Linked DNA regions of Mus musculus: region 1 is linked to region 2. The links are chromatin contacts, called in public capture Hi-C maps. All regions are on one chromosome and are shown on one strand. Each heading gives the region's core, a stretch centred on a gene start, on an enhancer-like site or on the middle of the called end of the contact. The rest is flanking DNA. Distances are from core to core; before and after follow the strand shown.

What was found. Capture Hi-C pulls out chosen DNA fragments and counts their contacts.
Region 1: a capture Hi-C map of embryonic trunk shows a contact between it and region 2, with 12 times the contacts expected there. The contact joins two enhancer-like sites. A contact is called at or near these places in 3 of 484 Hi-C or Micro-C datasets (cranial neural crest, embryonic fibroblasts and palatal mesenchyme) and 2 of 9 other capture datasets (embryonic tail and embryonic trunk).

The regions. Positions count from the first base shown.
Region 1 is chr12:10,438,596-10,442,031 of GRCm38.p6, reverse strand. No RefSeq gene overlaps it. Among named protein-coding and RNA genes, the nearest start is that of Gm38407, 6.1 kb to the left of the region's middle. Within about 2 kb of position 2,066, at least 22 of the 459 cell types and tissues checked have an H3K27ac peak or open chromatin away from gene starts, as enhancers often do.
Region 2 is chr12:9,337,628-9,340,967 of GRCm38.p6, reverse strand. No RefSeq gene overlaps it. Among named protein-coding and RNA genes, the nearest start is that of Gm46323, 32 kb to the left of the region's middle. Within about 2 kb of position 1,972, at least 33 of the 459 cell types and tissues checked have an H3K27ac peak or open chromatin away from gene starts, as enhancers often do.

The DNA of each region.
Region 1 (3,436 bases), core at 817-3,316, 1.1 Mb before region 2:
CCTGCAAGAGTGGAGGCCTCTTAAATACCCCAACCCTAGAAGGCAAAGTCTAGAAAAGAAGAATGGAATATACAAGCTATTTGCCTTTTCATTGTTAATCTACCTAATAAAGTCTAATTGCATCTCTAGGAAGCTTTCAGGATTTTGACAAAGATCACAAAATGTACTGGCAGTTCAGAAGTCAGCTAAGAACTTGCCCACACAGGTTCTTGAAACATGACTAAGTTGTTCAATATATTCGAGCCACCTCCTTTCTGGAGCAATGTATGGATAACTCACACAGAAGGCAGTAGGCATGATGGGGCAGGCAAGGACCTCCGGATCTGTTGAAGGTTAGAAAACACCCACATTCTGTTCAGCTGGATGGCAGGAAGCACATGTTGGCTCTGGAGGTTATAATCATCAGCCTGACTGGAGTTATGAAGGGCTCCCAGGAAGCGGAACAATTCATAGGATGTTCACAGGTATGGAGAATAGCCAGATGCTCTGCTCAGCATCAAAGAAGGCACTGAGATTGAGACCTTCATGTTATAGTTTCCTCCTCCTCCTCCCCCTCCCCTCTCCTCCTTCTAACATGGTGCATTATGTGGCTTCAAAATAATCCTTAGATGACTCAAGTCAGGCCACAGGCCTCCTTATAGCAATGGAAAGCATTTGGTATACCCTCACGTTTCATCCTTGGGTAAGCTGTGCGGCATTGGGGAAACTGGTGCATGAGTATGAAGGTACCTGCGATGACACCACATTCTCTCTCCATTTGCCTTCCATCCTTGGCACAAGGCATACCCACAACTGTTTAAAGATGATGAAACCAGAAAGCTAAGGCTCAAGATGCCTCTGTGACTTCGGCTCTCTCTGCTGTCCCTAACCCTCTAGAAGTGCCCAGGTGTCAAATCCTGCTAAAAACCTTTCAGAGTTGAAAGGTCAACTCATCGAAGCCTCTAAAATGGTTACAAAACAATGATTCTAATATGAAGTTTATCTTTGTTTAAAACACCACTGGAAAATGCAACCTTCAGTTTTCATTCATTTGCTTAATAAGTGGTAAAGAGGAACATCAGATCCTGTGTGTATTTATCTAATTTGAGTCGTCTCCTAAATATTTAATTCAGTATTAAATTGCTTTTAAAATAAAATTACTCGGTTTTTCCCCCTGAAACTAAATTGGTTTTGCCTCATAAACACTAAGAAAATGAGGGAAAATTTTAAAAATCATTTTAGTAGTAGCAATGACAAGCTACATGGGGCATTGACTGTAGGCTTATTTTGGCAACCATAATCCTACACATACTCGCTGAATAGCCCTGCATGGCAAACACAGTGTCAGGAATAATACAACAAGATGAAGGAGACTTGGTTCCTGTCCCTTGAAACAGTCTACAAAGGCTGCAGCTCAGGGGAGCTCTCTCTGCACCAGCGTCCTTTTTAGAGAACAAAAAGTTCTCCAGGAAACACTATACAGCGTCTTCCATCCTTGCATCTTCATAATTCACAGTAAAACCTTTTCAGCTGACTTAAGCCTGAAGAGGGGTGGGAGGGGGAAAAAAAGGAAGGAGAGAAAAGAAAAAGAAAAACAAGAACTAAATACATGTGACAATAAATCTGAGATCATAAACCGTGGGATTCCTTCATAATACCACACTCTTCAGAATCAGGCAGTATTTTTCATCTGACACGGATTTAAAGGTAGCTCAAAGAAAACATGGGATTAACTGTAAGTAGTGGGATAGGAACCACGAGCCAAGCTTGCAAATAAACACATCAGAGACTTGGTCTAAAAAAAGGCAGAACACAAATAACGTCCTCTTGATGTGCCTACAGTTTCGTTCAACTGTTCCCAGGTCATGAACTAATTTGCCAAAAAAGAGGTTAACTCCAGTGCAGCAGGCAGCATTTGAGGAAACAGGTTTTGTGCATACTGCCTGTGGAGTCAGGCCACTGGAAGCCCTGCCTATGTAATGGCTCTCAGATGAGCACTTTTAAACACTCTTTTGTGTATGTGAATGGATACAAGGGGCTTTAGGACACTGCAGACTAAGGTCCTTAACAAATGTGGGCTTGGCTTGTTCCCAAATGGATGTCTCCCGAATTAGCCTAAATAAATTGAGGGCTTGAATGACCTTGGGCAATGTACTCCGCCCCCCTCCCTTCAAGTGAGGTGTCCTTCGTATAAAACAAGGGATTGGGATGGGTTGATCTTTCAATTCTCTCCCAGGATCCAAAGGCCTGTCCCTAAAGATTCAACACAGGAAAGCTGACCTCTGCCCCTCGCAGCTTCCAGCTGAAGGAGAACAGAAAAGTAGCCAAAGCCCAGGGAGCGCAGCAGGAGGGTGATTTCCAGCTCCGCTAATCTTCCAGAACTCCAGGGCTCGGAGTCACTGGAGGGTGAACAGCAGCGTTATATCATTTCCAGGCAAGGCCCGTGGTTTCCCCATTTCATCATTTGCTGCCACTGATCTAGCTCTTCTAGCGTCCTGACTTCTAACATGCATAGTAAATGGGTTTTTTTCTTGGGGACTTGACGGCGCATGCACATTCCCAGGCTTTGCTTTCCACCATTGTCAGTGAATAGGTTTAGAATGACCAGCACCTAGCTGGGCTTAATGATCACCCAAGAAATCAAATGCAGCAGCAGCTTATGGGGACCACCCACTTAACTGCCCAAGAGCCTAGGTTGTCCTCACAACATGAGCACTAGGAACCAGAGACCCATGTGATTTTGCAGTGTAACAGAGGACACACAAAAGAAGCGGCTAGGCATTAGATCAAAAACCTAACACAAATAAAAGTGAATGAATACATGAACCAAACACATAGAACGGGGAGGTCGTTATCACTGAACTGCCAGCCACGGAACTTAGTGGTGGTGGTGGTGACCTTTTTCAACATGGAAGGAAAAGCTCGAGTCAGTGTGAGACACAACCTAAAATAGGCTCTAAATCTGGGTTTCCAGTTGGACACCAGAAGCAGTAGAATTCATGAACGGGGATGTCTCTTCTCTAGTGAACACAGCTGGACAGAGGGAGTCCCTAAGCCTCAAGTATATTTTAAGCTGCATCTCTCAAAATGTCAAAAGTGGGATTAAAGTGTAAATGATTGTCAATTCATTCCTTCTCTCCTGGTACTATGCTGTTACAGGCGGATTCTGGTTTATGGGGAGGGGAAAGGTGGGATGGTCTTCCAGTGTAACCGAATAGAGCACAGAGGGAATGAGGAGTCCCAGTGTGTCTTGGGGGAGGGGAGCAGTTCACAGGCTGCTACTTTTTTGTGACATAGCTTTTATGGGGGGAGAGCCAGAATATTAAGCTCATTGCTTCCAGATGGAAAGGTTGGACAAAACAGAGGTCTTGGCTCTGAAAGCCTGGACGCAGTGGTGCGATATGGACCTGACATATTGAAGTAATCGAGATAGAAGATCTGGCTTTAGCCAAGGCTG
Region 2 (3,340 bases), core at 723-3,222:
TCCAGATGTTTTCCATGAGGAACACTTTGTAAAAATTGTTAGCCTTCTAGGCATTTGTGAATTCTGTAAGGAGAGTATACTCCCAGGCCCACATAGGAGCAAATAGAGGATTATAAAGTGCTAAATGCTTTTCACAACTGTATAAGCAATAATGCACTTTGGGTAAATATTTAGGGAAAATTATTTTTACAGACTGAGCGGATGGATAGGTTCCAATCTGCAATTAGATTTGAATTTCAGAGAAATCAAGGAAGGCAGGACAGCTCTTCGTAAGGCTGCTTGCTGGGAGCCTCAGCTCCTAACCTGAGAAACGCCACACAGCCTGGTCATTCGTTAATGTCCCTGTCTGTAGTCTTTCCAATGTTGGAAAAGGCTGACATGGTCTCATGGATTGTTATATTTATCTTTCTTGCCTAGAAGTTTTTTTATTGCATTTTATAAATCCTGCTTCAATTTATGTGTAAGTTTCGAACTCATTAGCATTACTGACAAGAAAGGGAAAGCAAGCAAGCAAGAGAGGAGAACAAGGGGAAAAAAAAAACTCTAACAATCCTGGGGAAACTCTTGGAAGAGCTGTTAGTTTTGAAACACATAATATATAAACAACTTAAAGGAATACACAGGCTTTCTTTTGAAATCAGAAATTATGTGAAGCAAGGAGAGCATCATAAAAGCTTATTGATTTCCCAAACCCACTGCATACAAGTATTTTTAAACCATGATTCACATAAGGGATACATTTGACACATCAAGAGAAACTGGAAACCAGGCTCTGTGCAGCCACATCAGATACTGCTCTGAGCCCGGTTTGTTTACCATTACAAAGTGAAAAGAAATTTGCTTCTGCCTCCCTGAGCCTTCTCCCTCAAGCAGGGCGATTTTTATTGATTTTGTCCTCTAGAAATAAAGTGCCAACAGCCACCATAAATCCATCTTTGCCTTTCTATTCTGTGCATCACTCAACCATCGTGCAGGGCATTGACCCAAATGCAGTGAGCATCCTGCACCACTTCTGAAGTGATTTTGTTCTGAAGTAAGCTTAGGTTTAGGCCTTCGGTCTCCTTAATAGATCCTTCAACTGCAAGATACTCCCGTAGAACAAGTGGAGTTGCAGAGAACTGGACAGCCAGCCCCTTGGTGGATAGGGATCCCCTCTTTGGAGGCTGATACTGGGCTGCAGAGAAGACAGGCCTAAGAGCTGAGAGAGGAAGCTCAGCCATACGATAATCTCTTGGCATCTGTACCTTCTTTGTCTCCACCATCCTCACTCCTCATCGCCAGCATCAGACTGGGACTCACTAACACACATGGAGGTGAACTCTCAGAAGAGAAATATACATACTGCATGTCTCATTCGGCCACGGCAACTGCCACCCCAACAAATAAACATACATCAAGTGGTTGGCTTAGCATAGCTCGCTCGAAGCTCCTGGTTGTTAATACCTAAAACAAAGCAGAAAGCTAGCAATATCCCAGTTGAACCCTAAGACTGCTCCAACGACAAAGGGAAAGAATGAGAAGCGGGGTAAAGCCCAAAGAATCAGACAGTAGTGAATGCGGTTCCAGGGGGTCTCATGGAAACCTCGCGCTCACGTTTAATTTGCCCATCCTGAAGTATTTTTTCCTAGTAATGCCAAATGCCATAATGCTCTCTGTCAGTGACTTGAAATTATTCTATGAGCTACATATCGGGTACACTATTGTTAATGAAATGCACACAAGATGATGAACAACTTCCTTTTCCTGCTGGAGCTCCAGCTGCAACCAGTGCCTGGATCCTTCGTGCTGTAAATCAGCCCTTTGTACTCCAGGAGGATTCAATGAGCTGCAGGTGTGGGCTTGGGGAAGGCCGCCTGGGATTAAGTAGCAGCATTTGATATGAGATCCCAAACAGCACTGGCAATCTACACACCACATGCGGCCACGGGCTTTGGAGAAAGCGAAGGAAGAACGCTGATGAAATGTGGCACGGGACCATGGAATGCAATGTCAAGCTTTCACATCTGCAGGAAAAGAAAGAGAGTTCCTAATTTTACAGTGATGATGTCATTGAGAATTCATGACAGTGGAAATGATGGGCCAAGGTTTGCAAACTCAACCACCTCAGAGGGTGCTAACCCAAGGCTGTGAGCTTTTGAAATGGTAGTGTGGGTGGATTTGAAATGCCAATTTGCCTTCTTGGCTGGAGGCATCACTGAGTGGTGTGTGTGTGTGTGTGTGTGTGTGTGTGTAAGATAAGAGAGAGACAGGGAGAAGGAGAGTCTGTGCACCTATGAATGTGTGCATGTGTGCTTTGTTTGCAGGCTCAGGAGAGAGAAAGAAGTTGTATGTGAACGGATATGCTTTGTACATACATGAAAAGCCAGTCCCTCGGATGCCGAATATGTCCTTAGCAATATAACGTGTGTAATTCAGCATAAAACACTGCTAACTGTCCTTAACAACAATATATTTTTAAAAGATTGATTTCAGACTCTAGAAAAATTCACTAGCCAAGAAAAACCATCACAGTTGTCCACCTCCTCCCACAGGGGAACCACCAAAAAAGACTTCTTTTTTAAACAAGTTCTTTTTTCTATTCAGGACTGAAGAGACACCAAAACCAGGGTAGTTTTATGATTAGCATATGAATAAAATACATTGAAGAAAACACATCTTTAATTTTTAAGGGTCTGTTTTTCATTAGCTTATCTTGATAGTTTAAGTTAATCATTATTTTCAACCATATATGATTTAGATATTATGTCATTAATTCATGTACAGTCCATCTGAGTAATGACTGTGGTTTTCTACTTTACAAATTCATCTACTTCACCAAGAAACCAGAAGAGTCGAATTCCAAGCAACATCTGGTTTCCATTGAATGTAATTGCCATTTGCAGAGTTATAATCATGTGTTATTGTAAGGACCACAGTGTCAATCACTCCCCTAATGGGGAAAATTCAATGCCTAAATACCTGAGAGAACAAGAAGCTGACTTAAACAGGTGCATTCAGACACTGGGTTTTAAGTAGAATTCTAGCCTACCCATTTAAATAAATCATTTTAAGGAGAAACAATATTCCTTCCATCCCCTGTAGCAAGGGAAAGCATAAAACCCAGGGCCTCAATCTTCCGTGCTCACTTCCAGTACTGTATCATGTTTAATCTTTAAAAAAAAAAACTGTACAAATATGCCCATATTGTACCGAATCCTTATGTTCCATATACTAGTGGGAACTCCCAAAGGGCAGTGTGAATTTTGAAGACTTCCTGGGGAAGGAGCCATCGTCTGGTCCTTCCTGTCTTCCATGAACACAGTCATCCTTCCCATAATGAAAATAGGCTAGATGTCATGTA